Regions from separate parts of the Mus musculus genome. Here region 1 is linked to region 2. Evidence: chromatin contacts called from public promoter capture Hi-C data. All regions are on one chromosome and are shown on one strand. Each heading gives the region's core, a stretch centred on a gene start, on an enhancer-like site or on the middle of the called end of the contact. The rest is flanking DNA. Distances are from core to core; before and after follow the strand shown. Region 1 holds the start of Sema4g (sema domain, immunoglobulin domain (Ig), transmembrane domain (TM) and short cytoplasmic domain, (semaphorin) 4G). Region 2 has its middle 20 kb from the start of Hif1an.

Evidence for each region. Promoter capture Hi-C pulls out the DNA fragments that hold promoters and counts their contacts.
Region 1: a promoter capture Hi-C map of neural stem cells shows a contact between it and region 2. The contact joins the promoter of Sema4g here to the enhancer-like site in region 2. A contact is called at or near these places in 2 of 39 promoter capture datasets (embryonic stem cells and neural stem cells), 1 of 15 datasets of contacts at CTCF or cohesin (embryonic stem cells), 1 of 484 Hi-C or Micro-C datasets (myocytes), 5 of 115 datasets of contacts at active chromatin or transcription factors (SST interneurons, embryonic hindbrain, embryonic midbrain and 2 more) and 1 of 9 other capture datasets (embryonic stem cells).

The regions. Positions count from the first base shown.
Region 1 is chr19:44,985,050-44,990,635 of GRCm38.p6, forward strand. Sema4g (sema domain, immunoglobulin domain (Ig), transmembrane domain (TM) and short cytoplasmic domain, (semaphorin) 4G) reads left to right here and starts at 4,295. Exons shown (of 15, transcript NM_011976.1): 1 at 4,295-4,308.
Region 2 is chr19:44,579,893-44,585,677 of GRCm38.p6, forward strand. No RefSeq gene overlaps it. Among named protein-coding and RNA genes, the nearest start is that of Hif1an, 20 kb to the left of the region's middle. Within about 2 kb of position 2,954, at least 23 of the 459 cell types and tissues checked have an H3K27ac peak or open chromatin away from gene starts, as enhancers often do. A contact at or near this core is called in neural stem cells, where this site is marked.

The DNA.
Region 1 (5,586 bases), core at 3,045-5,544, 410 kb after region 2:
AGTTCAAGGACAGCCAGGGCTACATGGAGAAACCCTGTCTCAAAGACAAATTTAATGGAGCTGGAGAAGATCAACAGTTAACTGGAGATTGCTCTTCCAGAGGCTCTGGGTTCAAAGCCCATCACCCATGTGATGGCTAACGAATGTAACTCTAGTTCCAAAGCCTCCTATGCCCTCTTCTAGCCTTTACAGGCAAAACACCCATGCACATAAAATAGTTAATTTTTAAAAGAAAATTGACCAGAAGCAGCCATCTGTGGGTGTGCTTACTTGTAAATCAGGTCTTATCTTCCAACAGTGATAGCTGGAGAGTATTGTACCTTCAGACTCTGGGAACTCTGGATACTTCCCTGTTCCTGCTGCCAAAAATATGTTAAATAAATAAACCATGCATGTTGGCCTGGTGCAATCACTAATACCGATGATCCCAGCACATGGGAGGCAGAGGCAGGAGGATCACAGATTTTGAGGCCATCCTGCACTCAGACACAGTTTTAATCACCCAGCATGCTTGACGGTGGTGGATGGTTTCCCAGCATCTGCAGACATGTTCTGACACTTCCTTCTAGCTAACCAGGCCTGGAAATCAGGAGAAGGCAAACCAGAAGGTCCAGCTTTGGATCTAACTCCAAGACAAGTGGCTAGGATTCTGGAAAACTTTAACTGGCAAAACAGGCTTCTGGGGCACAGTAAGATTACAGCATTGTTGGATAGGTGTCAGTCGCTACTAAGGAAGTACCACGTGGCCAAAAGATCACACTCTCCATAAGGAGAGTGCTGAACAACAATGGCAAAGCAGGAGCAAAGGCCACCACAGTGAACAGGAGACAGGGCATCTTGACTAGGGCAGGTTTCTCATGCCTCAGGGACCTCTATCTGAGGTCCTTCCTCTTCCTGTGTCACCAATACAATGTGACTTTTGTGTGCCAGTCCTGAGCTCTGTGTGTGTGTGTGTGTGTGTGTGTGTGTGTGTGTGTGTGTGTGTGTGTGTGTGTGGACACCAGTGTCAGACACACTCAGGTGCTTTATTTTACAGCAGAACTGGGAAAAATACATTAGCAAAAGTGAAGTTCATTTGTGTTCTCCAAAGGATTTTGAATGGCATCCTTACACAGCTCCCCTGTGAAGCAGCTGGCAGTGACGTGGAGGATAGGTAACACCCCACTTAACAAATGATCTGCCTTGTGTCCCAGGGAAGAAAGTCACTACTCTATTAGAACTAATTTTTTAAATTTTGTTTTGTTTTACTTTTTAGATAAGATCTTCAAGCCCAGGCTGAGGCTGGTCATGAAATTGTATAGCTAAGGATGACCTTGAACTGGCCCTCCTGCCTCCACAGCTGAGATCAGGCGTGTCCCACCAAACTTGTTTAAATTAGTGCTAGCTTATTGGTTTTGGCTTCAAGTCTTATCTCTTTGACAGAAAGGAATTTTCCTTTTATCAGCTTGTGGCACAGAGTAAGAGTTGTCAGTTAAGGGAGTTTCCTATAGAAAGGTGGGATGCTGAGCTCACGTAGGAAGAGAAGAGAAAGGAATGGATTGTGTACTGAGTCTGTCTTACCAGCAGTACTGATGGAAACGCCCATGGCAGTTTCACAAGTGCCATCGTAGAACTTGGCTTCGAAATCACACATTTGAATTATTATAAAGGAAACCCAGTGCTGTGTTTCGCATGCCTTGGACTCGGGTAGAGAAAGGATGAAGAAAGGATATGCACACTCATAGGGAAGAGCTGGGACAGGGTGGGCCGTGCTCACTGTGATGGAGCAGCACTCAGACACCAGCAACTGGATCCTCGGTGGGGTGTATCATGGACAGCACAGAGGGGAGTGAGCTCATCTCTGTAGGCTGTCTCTACTGGGGAGCAAACTCAGATCACAGTCATGCAGGAGGAGGGAGCTGAAGTTGCTAGATTTTGCACACACTGGTCAATTAGTCTTCATGGCACACACTATTGTACTTGCACAAGCTCCCAACATCTGCACGGGACCAACAGAAGGATCAGGCCACCCAAAGACATCTGAGGTATTGGGGTCCCTCCACATTCACTCAAGACTTGGTCTGTACTTTACACGTTCACTGGAGGCTTCCTCTGCTCCCTCTAGCTCAGTGAGCTGCAGAACCTGCCACACTGGCCTACTTGCTTCCTCCTGAGGGAAGTGCAATCAGCACAGCAAGTGCTGACTTGGCAAGCCCGGCTTTGTAGCCTAGTGGTCCCTGCAGTTTCTCCACAATGCCAGGTACCAGGTCTGGCCGTCTTTAGCCCTCTTCCTTCCAATTCACTTTCTCACAAAGCCTACAGGTGTCCTTCAGCCACGATTCAACCTATACGGAAGCTCTCAGCTTTTCTGATGTTTTTCCAAGCCATTAGCTAACTTCTCTCCCCTCTGTCTTCCACTAAAAACTCCCCTTTCTTGCCAGATCAAACCCACCAACCTTTTGTATGTCCCTTCTCCTTCCATCAGACGAGCCTGTCTATTCTAGTCCTCTTCCCCAGACTTGCCTGGCCCACCCTTCTTAGACTTCTCCAATCCTGTCCTCCATAAACAGAGTTCAAAACAAGTTACAATCTGCTTAGAACCTGTTTCCCCAGCTATAAAATGAAACTACTACTTCCTCAGCATGGGGTGGGGGCACAGAAAAAGAAGTGGACCAGAGCAACGTGTGTATAGAGTGTGTGCTTGGCTTGGGCAGGTGAGATGGTCTGGCAGACAAGGTGTCTGTCACCAACCCTGACAACCTCTGAGTTTGATACCTAGGCCCCACATGGTGGAAAAAGAGCAGACTCCCTGCAATTTATCCTCTAGGATATCACACATGGGGTGGGGGGTCCCACATGCATGCATGCGCTTTCATACACAATGAATATAATAAACGTTTAAAGTGTGTGTGCACTTTTTAATGAAAACATTTCTCCCAGTCTCCCCCGCTGCACCACACACTATCCTGTTTGCAGAGTGCCAGGAGATATTCTAACAGGGGGGTGGAAGTGTGATCTGGGCCCTTCTGTCTAGCAGTCTGCAGCCACACACACAGTCCAAATTCTGAGATTGTATGAGATTGAGTGCCAAACTGTATGAGCTCTGGGGAATCTTGAAAGAGGAAAGTTTCTTCCCAGGCTCTCATCAGTTTCATACGCCACTAGAAGACGACTTAAATTCCTAGGCACATGCAAGAGTCTGCTTTTTAGACTCGTATTTTGGTCCTCTTTGCCCATCATTATCGTCACGGATTTTTTTTTTTTCTTTTTGAAAGGTGGAGAGGTCAAGGCCAGAGGTCAGGATTCACTAGGATTTAAAGCCGAGTTCATTGTTGCTTTTGTTTTTGCTTTTCTGTGATGCTGGAGATGAAACCAGAGTGTCCTACATGCTAGGCAAACACTGTGCCCTTGAGCCCCAACCCCAGCCCTCGATTCGCTCTAAATAGCACTTGGAAAGGAGAGCCGGAGTTTTCAGAGAAGACCATCGTAAAGGAGTTAGGGAAGAAGGCTGAACCTGGCAAGCACAGAATTTTTGGATACCTGGGAACACTGAAAGTTTGGAGGTAAAATGACGATGGAAAATGATAAACGCAATCCCTTGAGGTGAGCCCGGGTTTGGACTGAGATTTGTTGAGTGATCCATACGTAGTGGCATGGCTTTCTTGTGCATAAAGAGCATTCTCTGTATGCTGTCTTTTCATCCCTTCAGGGCCCCATCTCACCTACTCTGACCTCAAACTGAATAGCCTGGAGGGAGCAGGGAGTGAGGAATCACACCTTGAACTGGGAACCAAGAGCTACGCAGAAATCTGATACTGTCGTCCCCATCAGCACACCCGCTCCATAGACCAAAGGCAGGAGGGCATGGCAAACATGTTTTGCAAGAAGTGAGATACAGGTTAGAGAGCAGAGTACAAGACTCCGGGACCCGGGGGTTACGCGTCCCTGCAGTAGGTAAATGGGAGGGGTCTTAGGACCAAAGCAGATCCGTAGGACCAGCCTGTTTTAGGGCGCACGCGGTGGTAGCCCCCCCCCCACCAGGGGGCGGGCGATACTCAGACTGACTGAGCCTGGAAGAAAGGGGACGCCAGGAGCCGTGGGCCTCGAGCATCTCCCACAAATCGGGTCTATTGTGCGTGGTGGGGGTCGCAAAGGAGGGCGGGCACCCTTCCCCGCCCCCGCCTCTGGCCCGCCTCCGGCCCCCGCCCCACCCCCGGCTCCGCCTCCACCCCGCCTCGCTCCGGCCGCAGCCCCTTCCTCCTGCAGCTGGTGCTGTGGGGCCGCGAGCCGCACGTCGCTGTCTCTATGGACCCGGATCCCAGCGCAAAGGTGAGGGAGGCGGGGAGTGCGGGCGGTGGCGGTGCGGGGGGCTGCGGCCGGGCAAAGCCTTGTCCGCATCCATTCCACCCTCCAAGCTAAGCCAGGCCTTTTTCACCGCCGAGACCCCCAATCCCGCATAAAAGGGTTTAGAGGGGCGCGGGCCAGGCCTCGGGTCGCGCAGGGCGCAGACCGGCCTTCTCGGAGTCGGGGGCGCCCAGCGTGCCCGGGACCCGCGTGGAGAACAGTGTTCCCCAGGATCTGGGTCATGTCTCCTGGCGTCCGGCGGGATCGAAGGAGAGCTTGTCCTCGAGCCGCAGCAGTAGATACTGAGGTTAGATCTGTTCAAAGGAGAAAACCTCGAACTGTCCAGGATGGTGGAGGGTGGGGAAGACAAGGGAGAGGCACCCTCAAATCTGAAGAGATCTCCATCTTAGTGGACAGAGGCAAATACCGCTAACCCCAGGCAGACGGACATCAGGGATGAAGGTTGAAAGCCTATTGATCCTGTGGGAGGGGTCCTCCCCTCCCCAGTTTTCTCCACCCTAGGATCTAACAGAAGATGATCAGAGTTCAGCGGGCAAACCCTGGGAAGGAACCCAAACTTGGAGTGAAGTCTGGGGTGTGAACTGGAGACCTTGAACCCGCTTAGTACTGGGGGGAGGGGTGGCATGCTCCACCCCCTGGCCATTAACTCGGCCCTCCCAACAGGTTAAATGGAGCTGGACGCTTTAGCCCAGTTCTCCAGATCTAGAAATGCAATCTGGGGGAGATGGGGAGGGGGGCGTGTGGAGCGGGGCAGGAAGAGGGCTGCTAAGATAGCATTTCACCTTCCATTTGCTAAACTCGAGGATCTCCTCTCCTCCTCCTCCTCCACCTCCCTGGGTTAGCCATTCTCCATTACAGGCATTCACTCCAGGTCAGAAGACACACACACACCACACACACACACACACACACACACCCCTTGGGGTGGCAGAGGGAGAGAGAGAGAGAGAGAGAGAGAGAGAGCAGGACTTTCAGGAAAGGAGACAGGATTCAGCCGTGCATCTGACCCCAGCAGACACTGTCAGCCACCAAGCCTGCAGCCCAAGTCAGACCCCTTTATGCATGTCATGAGTACTTACTTGTCTCTGCCCGAATGTAACTGTGTTTGAGGACTCAGAATACATGTGTGCACTATGCCTGGCCCAATAGCAACAATTCTGTGTGAATGCCCCCTTTACAAATGTGTGTGAACAAGACCGTCCTATTGAATATCTAGCCCTGCTTGTTCACCTCTGAGGATAT
Region 2 (5,785 bases), core at 1,704-4,203:
CAATTTCGGGCATCTGAAACAGTATCCCAAATACATGGGGTGATTTCATTGTGTTCTTGCTAGACAAGGTCTAGCTGGGGGTGGGGGGAGGCCTCAGAAAAAAGGGTAAGCATGTTTAACTGCATCAAACTCATGTACTACTGTTTGCTTCAAATAATCTGTAGGTTTGGGGATTTTGTTTTGGTTTTGATTTGTGTTTTTCCTTGAGATGCTCTCCTATGTAACCCTGTCATACTTGGAACTCCGTCCTGCTGCCTCAGCCTTTAAGAGCTAGCTTTGGTGTGTGTATTTGCACATGCTCACTTATTTAAGCCCTTGACATACAGAAGAGAGTTAGGATACAAGGTTTGCTATGTGATGCCAACATTTTAAAAGTTAAATTGATTTTTTTTTTTAAAGTCGAAGTCTCATTTCTTTCTGAGTAGTTTGGAGACATTTAAAATGACTAAGATTCGCCTTAAATCCTTACAAAAGTTAGTTTGGGTCAGATGAAAGAAGTACTTAAGAAATCAAAGATGGTTGTGTTGGCATGTGCCACCTGTAATCCTGGCATCTGGGAGGCTTTGCTGAAAGCTATGACAAGACCTGTCTCAAACAACACAGAAAGTCAATACATCAAATAATATTTTCCATTTGCATACTTAAGGGGTTTAAATGTAATCAGGATATCCGGTTTTATAAACAAATTAATTCAGAGACTTGTAAACTAAATTTAGTTCTTACAGGAAGAACAAGAGCTTGACTCAGCCTCCGAGTAGTTGTTTCTATGAGCAGAAAAGTCATCCCCATGGCCCGAGAGCTCTCAGGAATGGATTCCAGCTGTGTCAGTCTACCTCCCAAGGACACACCCCTGGCAACCAAGAGTGGGTACCACTGTTAGTCAGAGCACAGGGCAGCCAAGAGGGGGGCACCACTGTGAGTCAAAGCACAGGTATTGGCCAATAACTGCTTTAAAGGTCTTCAGAATTGATACCATTTAAGTTAGGAATCCCCATTTAAAGAGGTCTAAAATCAGCCAATCTAACGACATCATGTTCCCTACATGACCAATTTGTGTTCATACCAAGTGCTCAGTTTCCATTTTTTATTATTGGACCTTACCCCCTGGTTTGTTTCCTGTGACATGTGTGACTCGTGTCTATCGTTTCCATAGACACGAGTGAATGGGTGACCCCTGAATTTAAGCTCTCTGAGGTTCCTAATGGCTGATACTGTCTAGCCAGGAAGAGCACAAGCCTTGCACACCTCTCTGCTCTCATTATCTCCAACTAGGCTGATGTTCCAACTCCTCTGGGCTGCGGCTCCCAACCTGTGTAGGAAATGTGAGAGAATCCCTTGCTTACGCTAGTGCTGCTCCAGTCTACGACCAGACAGTTCAGTGGACTTCTGGCCACCTGCCTAGTCTGATTGATGTAGCCTGACTGCTCTGAGAGCTAATAGGCTCTCCTGGTCTACCTGGGTGTCCTGGGCTTCTGAATCCTCTTCCTCGATCGATGTCATCACAGCCCACTGCATTACCTAGTTTAGAAGGCAGACGACTGCAGCTTAGGAGACAGGAAGTGGTTTTGGAAGTGTTTGCTAGACTCCAGTGACCCTTTAAGGGGCAGCTGGTTGAGGGCTTTTCAGTTTGTAGTCGAGGGAGGCCACTGCACAACTGAAAGTAGATCTGCAGAGGTGCAGAGTGGTAGTATGAAATATCAGATGTAGAGACCCTGAAGCCCAGCAGGATATAAAACAGCAGAGATACTCTCAGGAGACCCTGACACTCAGTCAGGAAGGAGGGGGCACCATGGGAAGCCTACAGTCCCCTGAGGTGATGACCGGACACATGCTTTGGGGTGCATAACGAGGGCAGGTGTGATCCCAGGGCAAGAGAAATTTCCAAAGCAACTGACGGGTTCCTCATCATGTCTGTAGATGTGGCAGATACAACTGAACCAAATGGCCATGAGGTTTTAGTGAAGAGCTAGATGCGGTGAAGTTGATTAATGGGTCCACATCAGGCTGAATGGGAAGGAAGTCTCCAGAAGGATACCTTAGAGCTCAGTCTAGGCCTGCGTCCTGTCTGACATGTTTATTGACAGCTGACCGAGGCAGCAGGCTCATCAGATTTGCAGGTGTCGGAGCTAGGAGGTGGGAGGGGCAGCTAAGACTTTGCATGAAAGAGTCAGGATTCAAAAACGATTTCAACAGGCTGGAACACTGGGCTGGAACCAACAAGATTAAATTTAACAGGGATAAATGTAGAGTCCTGCACTTAGGTTAAAACAAAATCAATGGCATAAGTACTGGATGGGGGGCGGGGTGGACCCAGCTTGACAGCGGTTCGCGGAGAAAAGACCTGGGGGGGTTTAGTTGACTGAAAGCTCAATATGAGTCAACGGTGTGATGTGATTACTAAAACCCTAATATAGCCATGTGTAGTATTAACCAACACAACAGCGGGACATCCCTTCCTCCGGGCCGCTGCTGTGTGTCGCTGTGTGCTGGGATGGTCGAGCCACCTCTGGAATACAAGGTTCAATTTTATGATCATTGTTCTGTTTTCTAAGGGTGGGTACAAGTGAAGAAATTCAGTTGATAGGCCACCTGCAGGGCCTGGGCATAGATACTGTCAGAAGCTTGCCAGGGGCTCTGGGGTGCTGGGATTTTTGGAATGGACAGGAGTCTACTCTGATGCCCACAAAGGTGCTGTTAACTGAAGCACTTTGCTGAGATGTGGAAGAGAGGATGTAATTCTGCATTCCCTTACTTCCAATGGGTGGACACGTCACCTTCCCAAAGTCAGGATGAGGAACAGAAGGGAGTCTAGGAGGCAGTGAGGTGGGAGGGGGTCTGTATATCCAGACCTCAAGCACCCTGTTTCCAGTGTGCTCCCTTGGGGCGAGTGGCCCCTGCTGTGGCCACAGCGTGGCGCACTTGCTCCATGCAGGGATCCAGAGCCACTTTGGGTGTTGGAATGGGCAGCACTGTGCTACCCACACTGCCCACTTGGGGGAGCCTGAGAGCCCGCTCTGCACAGGCCAGCTAGGCCTGAGATTTCCTGTGTGACAAAAAGACAAAAGTCTGGAGATGACTCCACAGCCTTACCCCTCCCTGTGGTACCTGCTGGGGCCAAGCTTCCCAATATGAGCTACATTTTCACATGGCCCACCATGCCAGGGGCCACTCTTCTCACAGGAGAGTGTAGAGATCAGGAGCCCCACAGCTGTGGGGTCACGGAAGGCCCCAAATGTCAGTGACAGGTCATGTGACTGGCACTAACTCACCTCAGCTCTGATAGGTCTCAGAGCCTTTAATAGTGGTTGTTCAATAACATGCCACGAAGTTCACAGTCTTACAAGTGAAGAGTCATCGCCTAGGGCAAGGCCTGCAGGAACAGGGTCTCCAGAAACTCGGATTTCTAGTTACATCTGAAGAATCGCTTCGAAGTTCTGGCTAGAACCTAGGAGTCTGAATCCTAGCCAGTTTCCCAGTTGATTCTAATGTGCTCTGACTACATTACCCGAGAGCCCAGCTGGGCACAATGAGGCACTCATGGGTCTGGGCTAGCAAAGAGAACACAAACTTGCTTTCCAGGTAAGCAGGTGAGTCTAAGCATGGGGACAATCTCCCAAAGTTTGAGCCCTGGCAGATGGAAGAGCCACAGAGGAACTTGGATGTAGGCACCCAGAGAGGGGCCACTTGATAGCTGGGCAATGGTACTAGTGTCTGTTGAGTGTAATGAGTTGATGAAAGAAAAGCGGTCAGAATGCATTAGATGAGGAACAGGAAGCAGAACCAGAAGGAAGCGAGGAGTACACTGAAGGACTGAAGAGGAAGGTTTGCCACATCCCGACCGTGCCAGAAGGGCCGGAAAAGGAGATGGCCATGTTCACCAAAGCCCCTGGGGGCAGCCATTCTATGGTTTGTGCGGAGGCATTGAGCCACAAGTACTGACTATTCAGTGTTCTGGATTAAGAGGGGATAAGGATGCTCCTTAAGAGTATCTTGGAGAACTTACCTGGTCACCCTGGGCGTGGAGTGAAGCTGAAGTGTGTGTTCTGGAAGGCTGGCTCACATGAGGAAATTCCAGAAACCTCTTCCGGCTTTGTTGATGGACTCCAGGCAAGGGGAGCCGGTCCCATCTCCTTTGCCCACTGTCAACCAATTTACTCTCCCGAGTTTCTTGTAGGGCTCAGCTCCCAGAAAGGTGAGCACTCCTTCAGCAGTTGCTGAACACGTGGCCATCTGCTGACTGGTGATACCTTCAAGAAACTCTGCAGACTCTCGAAGGGTAACATCCCGGAAAGATGCCTTGATTTTCCAATCATTGATCAACGGGGCTTGCATACGGAGGGAGCTTGCATCCCCTCTAATGATGGATGTCACTCCAGCTGAACCTTAGGAGTGAGTGCCCATACAAATACACAGCCTTGTATACCTGGGAGGATTGCACGCAGCCTGACGTGGGAGATGAGACACATTCTCCACAGAAAGAGGAGGCATGATAGTCGAGTAGAGAAGTTCTGAGAGTCAGTTGGCAAAAGTGTGAGGCAAGCAACACGCCCTACAAAAGAAGGCTGCAGCTGTCAGACCCTCAGCAGCTAAGAGCACTCTCGGCTTTTCCAGGAGAGCTGAGTTTAGTCTCCACACCCACATCAGGTGGTTCACAACCACCTCTGATACCATTTTCTGTATCACTCTCACCCACACACTCACATAAGTAAATCTTGTGGGGTGGAGGGGACGCCTAGGCGGAGGGCAGCTAGAGCTACGCTTACAATGGGTAGGGTTTATTGGAGGAGGTGTTCTGTGTGTGAGCTAACTAACGAAGAGGAAAGAAACACAACAGTATGATGTTCTACGAGAGCAAAATGACAGAAGCGAGGATGAACCTGAGGCCAGGGAGGAGAGCAGTTTGATGGGAGGGGAATCAGAGACCACTGTTGAGGTGGAGTGAGGGAGAAGGGCCCAGAGGGCTGGCACAGACGCTGTATGGCTGGTACCAGAGGAAACTGAGGCCGAATAGGAATGGAGAACACTAGACAGGTGAAAGCACCCAAGAGAGAGATAGTTTAAACACACATACACACACACACACACACACACACACACACACACACACGTGAAAATACCTGAGAATCATTTGCCAAGTAAGTGGGGGTGGAACCATGAGAGTGGAGGACCTTCATGGCCTGGTCTATGGCTCAGTATAGAGCACTTGTCCTGCACACCCAAGGCCCTAGGTTCAATTCCAACCACTACTTAAAAAGAGTAGAGGTCACTGAGACAGAGGGAAGGGAGCAGGAGGTCTGTACACCAAGACTGACTCTGAGAGTTCATTTATTGAGACTCGGGGTCTCACTGTGTAGACCAGACTAGTCTAGAACTCCTAGAGATCTGCCTGCATCTGTCTCCCAACTGCTGAGATTAAAGGTGTGCCTAACCACCACGCTCAGTCCAAGGTCAACTATGAGGGGCCGTTTGGGTGAGCAAAGGACACTGGAATTGGTGACTGAGAAGTCAGCTAGATGGAAGGCAACTGAGAGAGAAGGTGGAGAGAGAGGAGAGACGGTCGCAGGCTACCCTTCCAGAGGTACAGAGGACGGGAGGCAGGTTGGTATTTTGAGAAGGATTAGACAGAAGGAGGGGAAAAAGGTCTGTACTCAGAGGATCTGAATGCTAGAAAGGGGATGGAGGAAACAGGGTGGGGCTGGAAGACATGGAGTTATTAGGTTCAGGTTGGACCCAGGCTTCCATCTCCCAAACCAGTCAATGTTAAGGTCAGCCCTTTCCAGTCAGG